2 separate regions of the Mus musculus genome follow, and region 2 is linked to region 1. Evidence: chromatin contacts called from public HiChIP or PLAC-seq data. All regions are on one chromosome and are shown on one strand. The core of a region is the stretch at or near the end of the contact, and the rest is flanking DNA. Distances in the headings are between cores, read along the strand shown. Region 1 overlaps Stard5 (StAR-related lipid transfer (START) domain containing 5). Region 2 overlaps Abhd17c (abhydrolase domain containing 17C).

Region 1 (3,640 bases), core at 345-2,844:
TGGAGAATTTTGTCTTAGACCCAACCATAACACCACTGTGAACTCAGAAAACAGGCACTTCAACTGTAATCTACAAAAATAATATCAATGTTACAAAATGCACTGTCACACATAGGCTTGCATGACATGATGTGCCACTCTTGGTGGCACCTGGCAGAGGGGTAAGGAGGTGTTACCTGGATTTAGCTTTTGTTGTTGTTGAACTCAGAGATCTGCCTACAGGTGCTGGGGTTAAAGGCATGTGCAACCACCAGGTGCCCAGCCTCACAGGACAGGTCAGGCAAATGTCCCAGTGCCATTAGGCAAATAAGCAAGCTGAGGGTTAGGACAGTTAAGTTATGCGTCCACAGTCAAAGTCCAGGAGCGCAGTGTACTGCCTGAGCTCCAGGTCTTCTGGACTCTCTGAAGATATCCACCAGACTAAAGTAGCTCCAAGAACAAATTCCCCACCCTATGTTCACGCAGCGACCACCTTCCTGTACAAGAAAGGCGGCAGATCTCAGGGCATGGAGGATAGTTCTGAGACCATGCTGTGAATCGGCCCTGGAAAGAAGCCCAAGAGCCCTAAATCACTCACAGATACGGCCAGGGTTTTCCTGAGAGCTCTCTGGGTAATGAGTTACCCTAAGGCCCCAGGTTTATAATGAGCAGCACCCAAGTTAACAGTGAGAGAGATTGCACCTGCTCATGGGTCCCTGCACATAGCCGGAGGGGAAGGTGTGGCCTTCCCCACACAGTTCCAGGAGGCAGGTCTCAGTGCCTAGATTACTAAAACCCAGACAGAGCACCCCCACCTAACACCATGTCTGCTAATCTGGCTCTCCAAACAGCTCTGGGAAGGCTTTTCTTAAATGTCACAAATTTTTTGAGTTTGACAGTGGTAAAGCATGGACGCGTGCGCGCACACACAACTTTATTCCCAGTGCAGAGGAGACCAGACCCTCTGATGTGGGCCTATAAAACTACCCTTGACCACTTTTCATTGCCATGTTCCCAACAGTCAGATGCTGAGACCTGCCTTGCCCTTCCAGGCTGCCGGGCATATTTCAAGGAGGGTCTAGACAAGTAAGAGCCGTTTCTCCTTGAAGCTGAGGCTTAGGGCTGGCTTGGGGAACACACAGTCTGCAAGCTTCAGGCTATGTAACAGTGGTGATGGTACAAGCTCTATAAGAGGGATGGGTGGGCCAGAGAGGTTAAGTAGCTACCCCAAGACCATGAATAGACCCAACAAGTAAAAAGCCACACTTAAACCCGGCCAGGTGGTTTTTATGTTGACTATCTTTGTTTTTCTCTTTTTTAAAAAACAGATAAAAGACATGTGTTCTCTGAGTGCTTAATTCTGATGGGGTGGGAGAAGATAAACAAGGCACAAATTAAAGAAATTATGTTATACATACACTAGACATTGCTTACTACAAGCTAAGTGCTGTATAGAAAACTAAAGGATGATGAAAGGACCTGGGGTCTGGTCGGAGTGAGTCACCGCACAGATCACCAAAATCCCCCTGGTTGGAGCCTCGATTGGCACAGTGGCCTGTGCAGGTGCAAGGTTCCTCTTGGTGAGAGGGTGTGGCCACAAGAGGACTGGCATGGGAGGAAGCCACTGTGTTGGCTCAGTGGAGCCAGAAGAGAGGCTAGAAGAAATCATTGAGGAAGCAGGGCCAGGCCCCTCTAGACATTTTGGGAGCTTTAGAGAGGTCTGAGCAGCCATGCCATGACTTCAGTGTAAACTGCTTTGTGCCCAGAGTAGAAGGAGCTGTGAGTCAGGGCAAGAGGCCACACTGGGGAGCAAGACTGTGTTCAGATCAGATCTGAGGTGTCTGGGCTCAGACTATCTGTGACAGAGGAAAAGCATCTCAGAGGGCAGGAGAGTCTGTGGAGGAGGCAGCACCAGAGCTGCATTTGTGATGTGCCTACTGTATGCAGGGAGCATTCTCTGTGTTCTGCCTACTGTATGTATGTAAGTTCCGCATGTATTCTGATGAGTATGTCAGGCAAACTCCTGGCTTTCCTGTAAAGACAGCCGTGGTGCCTCTGAGGCCCCTTTTATCCACTTTTACTTACTCTGTGTGTCTTTCCCCACGTGGTTTGTCTCTTCTGTGATGTTCTCCCATCAAGCCCAGGGCTCCCCAGAGAGAAACATAGTCACTAACTCAGATTTCTTACTTATCTGTTCAAGTTTCCAAAGAGAACACAGCTGAGTGACTATGAGGGATAGCTTGAGCTTGGGGTGAGGGTGGGGGTGGCGTATGGGCAGAGAAAGTACCCCAGAATCAGTGGGAGGTGGGGAGGGAGAGAGAACATGGAATCTGACGGAGGATTTGTTCCCTCTCCCTCTGTATTTCCCTCTCTCCCTCCCCCTCCCCTCCCCTCCTCCTTCTGGCTGTCTTTCTCTGCACAGGGGTAAACTGATAAACAGCTCCTTATACACAAAGCCCAGGAGGGGTTGGGGGGATGGGCTGTCAGTAGCCATAAGGAGAATCTGCACCTAGCTGTCCTACCAGCTCCCCAATGTGTTTGTAGCAACTGTGCCGTGTGTCCCCTAGAGGCTATGCTATCATCCACAACAAGGAGGCTGAGAGGAGTCCTGGGCACTGAATCTAGAGCAGGAGTAGAAGTGACCACCATGTCTGGACCACTTCTGCTGGTCATGGCTCTGAGCTAGATGCTTCCATGGTACATATCTAACCCGCATCTGCTATTTCTTCAGGGATCCCAACAAAACCAACCTGGTCACATTCTTTCAGACAGACCTGAGTGGCTACCTCCCTCAGAGTGTGGTGGACTCCTTCTTCCCTCGAAGCATGGCTGAGTTCTACCCCAACCTTCAGAAGGCAGTGAGGAAGTTCCATCACTGACAGTCGCCTATTGGCAGGGATTGCCTATGGTCCTTCAGGAACTCCAGCTGTTGAGCCTCAAAGGACACGGAAGAGCTGCTGAGGCCTTTTGAGATGCCATAGTTAACAGCAAATCTCAGGGTTCCATTCCAGAGGAGCAGCCCATCCCCCCACACCACCCTCCGTCCTCTTGGGCTTGGTGTGGAAGGAGCTAACCACTAGCTTGCCGTGGTGCACACATAGGCCTGGCAGGCCAGGGCAAGTCCCTCTATGGCCACCTGAGAGATGGCTCACGTACTCTTTGATTCCTTGTGGTCCAGAGCCCTGTGTGCTGGTTGCTGTAAGACACCTTGTCCCTGTGTGGGTCTTAAAGAATCATCATCCATTGTGGTCGCTAAGTCCTGCTTCCTCTGGCATCTGGAGTTCCCAGACTCCTGTGTTCCCTTTCTGGATATGCTTTTGTATACAAATTTTTAGCACAAGACTTTCACTCTTTACAAAAGTGTCAACTTGGAAAATGATGTTTTAAACCACAGGATAAGCCTTAAGGAAAAATACTTTCAATCTACCGTTTGTGATCTCTTCCATCAGAATCATCTCTTTCTATCTGTTTCTCCCTTTGTGGGTTAAGGTTCACATCCCCATGAAACCGGCTTGTAACTGCCTCAGGCCAGTTTGTATCTTTGGGAAGGAGTGTGAATTCTTGTGGCCCCTATGAGTGACTCTAGGCAGGGCCAGCAGTTCCTGTGTGCATGCTAGACTCTGGGGAGGTGAGCCCCATGGCATGTACCTCACTGTGCCCT
Region 2 (3,640 bases), core at 807-3,306, 480 kb after region 1:
GACTGCTGACTTCTAATCTGTCCCATTCTTCCTGGTTCTGTGAATCATTTCGTGAGTATGGGGAAGCAGGTGTCCTAGTTTCAAGTCCCCTGCTTCACTGACTCATGCTAATGATACACAACTCTGCCAGCCTGTCGCTTCCACCCTGGCCTTGCCCTCTGCCCAGGGCAGAACTCAGATACCACTTGCACCTGACCAGTGACTGTGTCAGACCTCTGTCCTTCTCCCAGTTCTATCTACATGGACCTTCACACTGCCCATTCCTGTCCATGCCACATGTTCTCACTACATAACATCTGACTCAGATAACTATTCCTATCTTTTCTCTCCAAGTGGTCTTTCTGTCATGGGCTGCTGAATTTCTTGTTGATCATACACACGTTCTTCCTGATGTTCTCCATCACTGCAAACCACTGGGCCCTGCAGACCCTCCAAGTTCCCCTTAGTTCCACCTACTTCCCACACTTTCCTAATGCCCCTAGTCTACCTGCAGTATCATTTTGTCTGAGTTACTCATTATGCTCATTTGTGAAGTGAGGTGAGGGACACATGATGAGCCATTCTGCTGCAAGCCCTGAATTGCTTTGAGAGTATAAGCCCACAACCTTAAGTTACAGGGATCAGTTGGAGGCATTTCCAACTTTGAACTAAATGTGATCATAGCCAAGGGCTACTTGTACAAGATATAGAAATACACACACAAACAAGCCCCCTCTCACTCTCACTCTCACACTCACTGAGACACTCACACACACATGATGCGGGTGGGGGGACAATGAGACACTACCTTTTTTGTTTGCCTGGAACTTGCCAAGTAGGCTAAGCTGGTTGGGTAGTAAGCCTCAAGATTCTGCCTATCACTATCTATCTGTCTCCTACACTCTGGGATTACAAGTGTGCACCAACATGCCTGTGGTGGTTTTTTCCCTCATGGGTTCTAAAGATCAAATTCAGGTCCTACAAAGAAAGCCATTTCCCAAAGGCTATTTTCTTAAAACTAAGTTCCACACATACAAATATTCCTATGAACTAAAACTCACTGAAAAGTCTGACATCTCCTTGGACACGTTGGACAGGAGCAGAATCTCTGATTTGCAAAGAGGACAGGAATAAAAGTCACATTAATGCCCAGTAAGAATATGAACGTTGGTCTTACAGTTATGTTTTCTTGAAACAATGCTCAAAGTCTCAGAGTCAGCGTATGAGGAAGCCATGGCCCTGGGTACCACTCTGTAATCAACAGCATGATGTGCAGACACACCCTTGCACATCACGCTCTCAGCCACTCCAAATGTCCACTGTAGTTCTGTAACCCAAGCTACATGAAATCCAGGAGTGGTCTGGAGCCAGAGGCACCAGGACCCTCTCTGCATCAAGAGATGTTGGGCCGGCGAGAAGCCCTATTCCAGAGGCTGAGTGTGTCAAGGAGCCCTGTCCCATGGGAATCATTCCCTGTAAGGTTAAAGTCATTTGTTTTTGTTTCAGTGTCAGACTTTTTTTCTCTCTGTACAACAGAGCACAAGCCCAGCCTCCCTGAGACACCCCATCCTGTGTGAGTTAATGGACCTTGACTTTGTCCTTTGTCAAAAGCTTCCTCATTTATCTTCAGAAGTGTGCTTGGCACAGTTCCACTGACTTTGAAGTCAACATTTTAAATATTTCAGAGCTAGAATTCCTAGGGGAAATTTCTTAAGTCATAGGATGAAGATAAATAGACAAGGTAGCAGGGATGCTAACTGAAGGATGGGGTCTGAGGGTAAGGAGAAGCCCTTGTCTACTTTAGGTCAAAACTGCAGAGCAGAAGAACAGCCGAGGGGAAGCAGGTGCACAAACAGGCCAGACGCAGGCGGCGTGGGCCCTCTCTCTGCCTGGGGGCTTTCTCAGCACAGAAAGCACAATCAACACGAGCTTTATATTTTAAGAATGGAGAAGAGGAGAAAAGACAACCACCACATAAAGCATGCTGAGTTCCCTTCTCAAGGTGCACCTCTGTATGTCTGAGAGGGTTTTCAGCGAGACTAGTCAAAGCCTCACACGATGGCGTCCGCAGGTGTTTACTGCAGTGATAAACAGGAAACACTCAAGACTGCATGGTGCCACTTTAGAAAGTAAAAGATGTACAGGTCACTGCCATGAGCTACAGTTCTTTTCTAACTTTTAGCTAATTTACTTGAAAGGGACATTTACTTTTTGTAAACTATCCCTGCTGAAAGCTTTAAGAACGTGAGCACAGCCAGGCATGCTGGGGCACACCTCTGATCCCAGCACTTCGGAGGCTGGCAGATCTCATGAGTTCAAGGGCATCCTGGTCCACAAATCGAATTCCAAGACAGCCAGGATTACACAGTAAAACCCCGTCTAGAAAAACAAAACAAAGAAAAAGGAACAAGTCCCCCTATACTGGTTATAAAATCAAACCTAAACTATGAAAAGTAGCCTTGTTGGATGGATCCAAGTTACAAAGGGCGGGGTGTAAACTATGTGCTCTTGAGTCACATGTCTTTGGGGAAATAAAAAGTAAACAGATTCAAGCTGAGAAGAGACAGAAACCCAGGTACAAATGAAGGCAAAAAGAACAGTAAAGCTGGTAGGTTTGGTCCAAACACAGGTAGAGGCTGTTGGGGAAAGCTCCAGGAAGAAGGCAGTTAGAAGCCAATCAGGTGAGGCAGGGCTAGAATGACACCCCTCCCCGCAGGGCAGGGCCCCAGATGGGGAAGGCAGCTCCCACAGGGGCCTGGGGCTGTAGAAGGGGCTACCAGAAATTAGTGAAGATGCAGCATGGGAGGACTTCAGGGTCAGGCACAAGATACCCAGAATATGGAGCTTGGTTGTAAGCTGTGGTCTGGAGAAGGCCCTGGGTAGAAGTCAGCTGCTTACATCGTTATGTACATGAAAGGAAGGAACAGAGAAGGGTGGGAAAAAGGGGGGGGGGGTTCAAATTACACTAAAGGGAAGGCTGGAGAAAACTGGCTAAATTGAGGCATTGTAAAGGAGATCCACTAGATCTAGATATAATTGTGTTTGCTTCAGTAGGAAGTTCCGTTTGGGAAGATATTGAATTTCAGGAAACTATGGAATATCCTAGCTGGTATTCCAAGTGGGAAACTACTACAATCTCCAAGAGTTCAACTGTGCCTGCTGGGTACAAACTTTCCAGTGTGGCTGCTTCAAGGCCACCTTTGCCCCTACCTATAGCCCCTCACCCACAGCTCTGTAACTAAGCCTAATAAACTCATTGGTTACTCAGAGTGTACTCTGGTAGGACTGTAACCTGGTTTGTCACTGGGAACTCAGGAGGAAGGGTAGATATTGTTTAGTCCCAGCCCACACAGGAATTTTAGTGATATAACTTCTCAAGATCAGCTATAAGGAACAATCTTCTCCTATACACTGTCTGATGTATATGCTAGAAAGACCATTCTTGAGTGCAAAGTTCTCCTTATCCTATCTTCTGATACCATGTAGAAGCCGGCTGGCTGGAAAAGCAGCCTGGTGCATGTATGTATATGTGAATACAAACTCAGCTCAGTCTGTTACCAGAAGTCTATAGAACCCTTGTGGAATGTTCAAGGCTCTCATAAAAACAACAACAACAACAACAACAACAACAAACAGTGTAACGCATGTCTACAACCTATGC

The links. HiChIP or PLAC-seq counts read pairs in DNA pulled down with a chosen protein or histone mark.
Region 2: an H3K27ac HiChIP or PLAC-seq map of large pre-B cells shows a contact between it and region 1, with 3 times the contacts expected there. The contact joins two enhancer-like sites. A contact is called at or near these places in 3 of 115 datasets of contacts at active chromatin or transcription factors (large pre-B cells, memory CD8 T cells and pancreatic cancer cells).

The regions. Positions count from the first base shown.
Region 1 is chr7:83,637,712-83,641,351 of GRCm38.p6, forward strand. Stard5 (StAR-related lipid transfer (START) domain containing 5) reads left to right here. Exons shown (of 6, transcript NM_023377.4): 6 at 2,711-3,640. The coding sequence ends at 2,858. Among named protein-coding and RNA genes, the nearest start is that of Stard5, 7.5 kb to the left of the region's middle. Within about 2 kb of position 1,595, at least 46 of the 459 cell types and tissues checked have an H3K27ac peak or open chromatin away from gene starts, as enhancers often do.
Region 2 is chr7:84,117,860-84,121,499 of GRCm38.p6, forward strand. The region is part of intron 1 of Abhd17c (abhydrolase domain containing 17C); the gene reads right to left. Among named protein-coding and RNA genes, the nearest start is that of Abhd17c, 32 kb to the right of the region's middle. Within about 2 kb of position 2,057, at least 66 of the 459 cell types and tissues checked have an H3K27ac peak or open chromatin away from gene starts, as enhancers often do.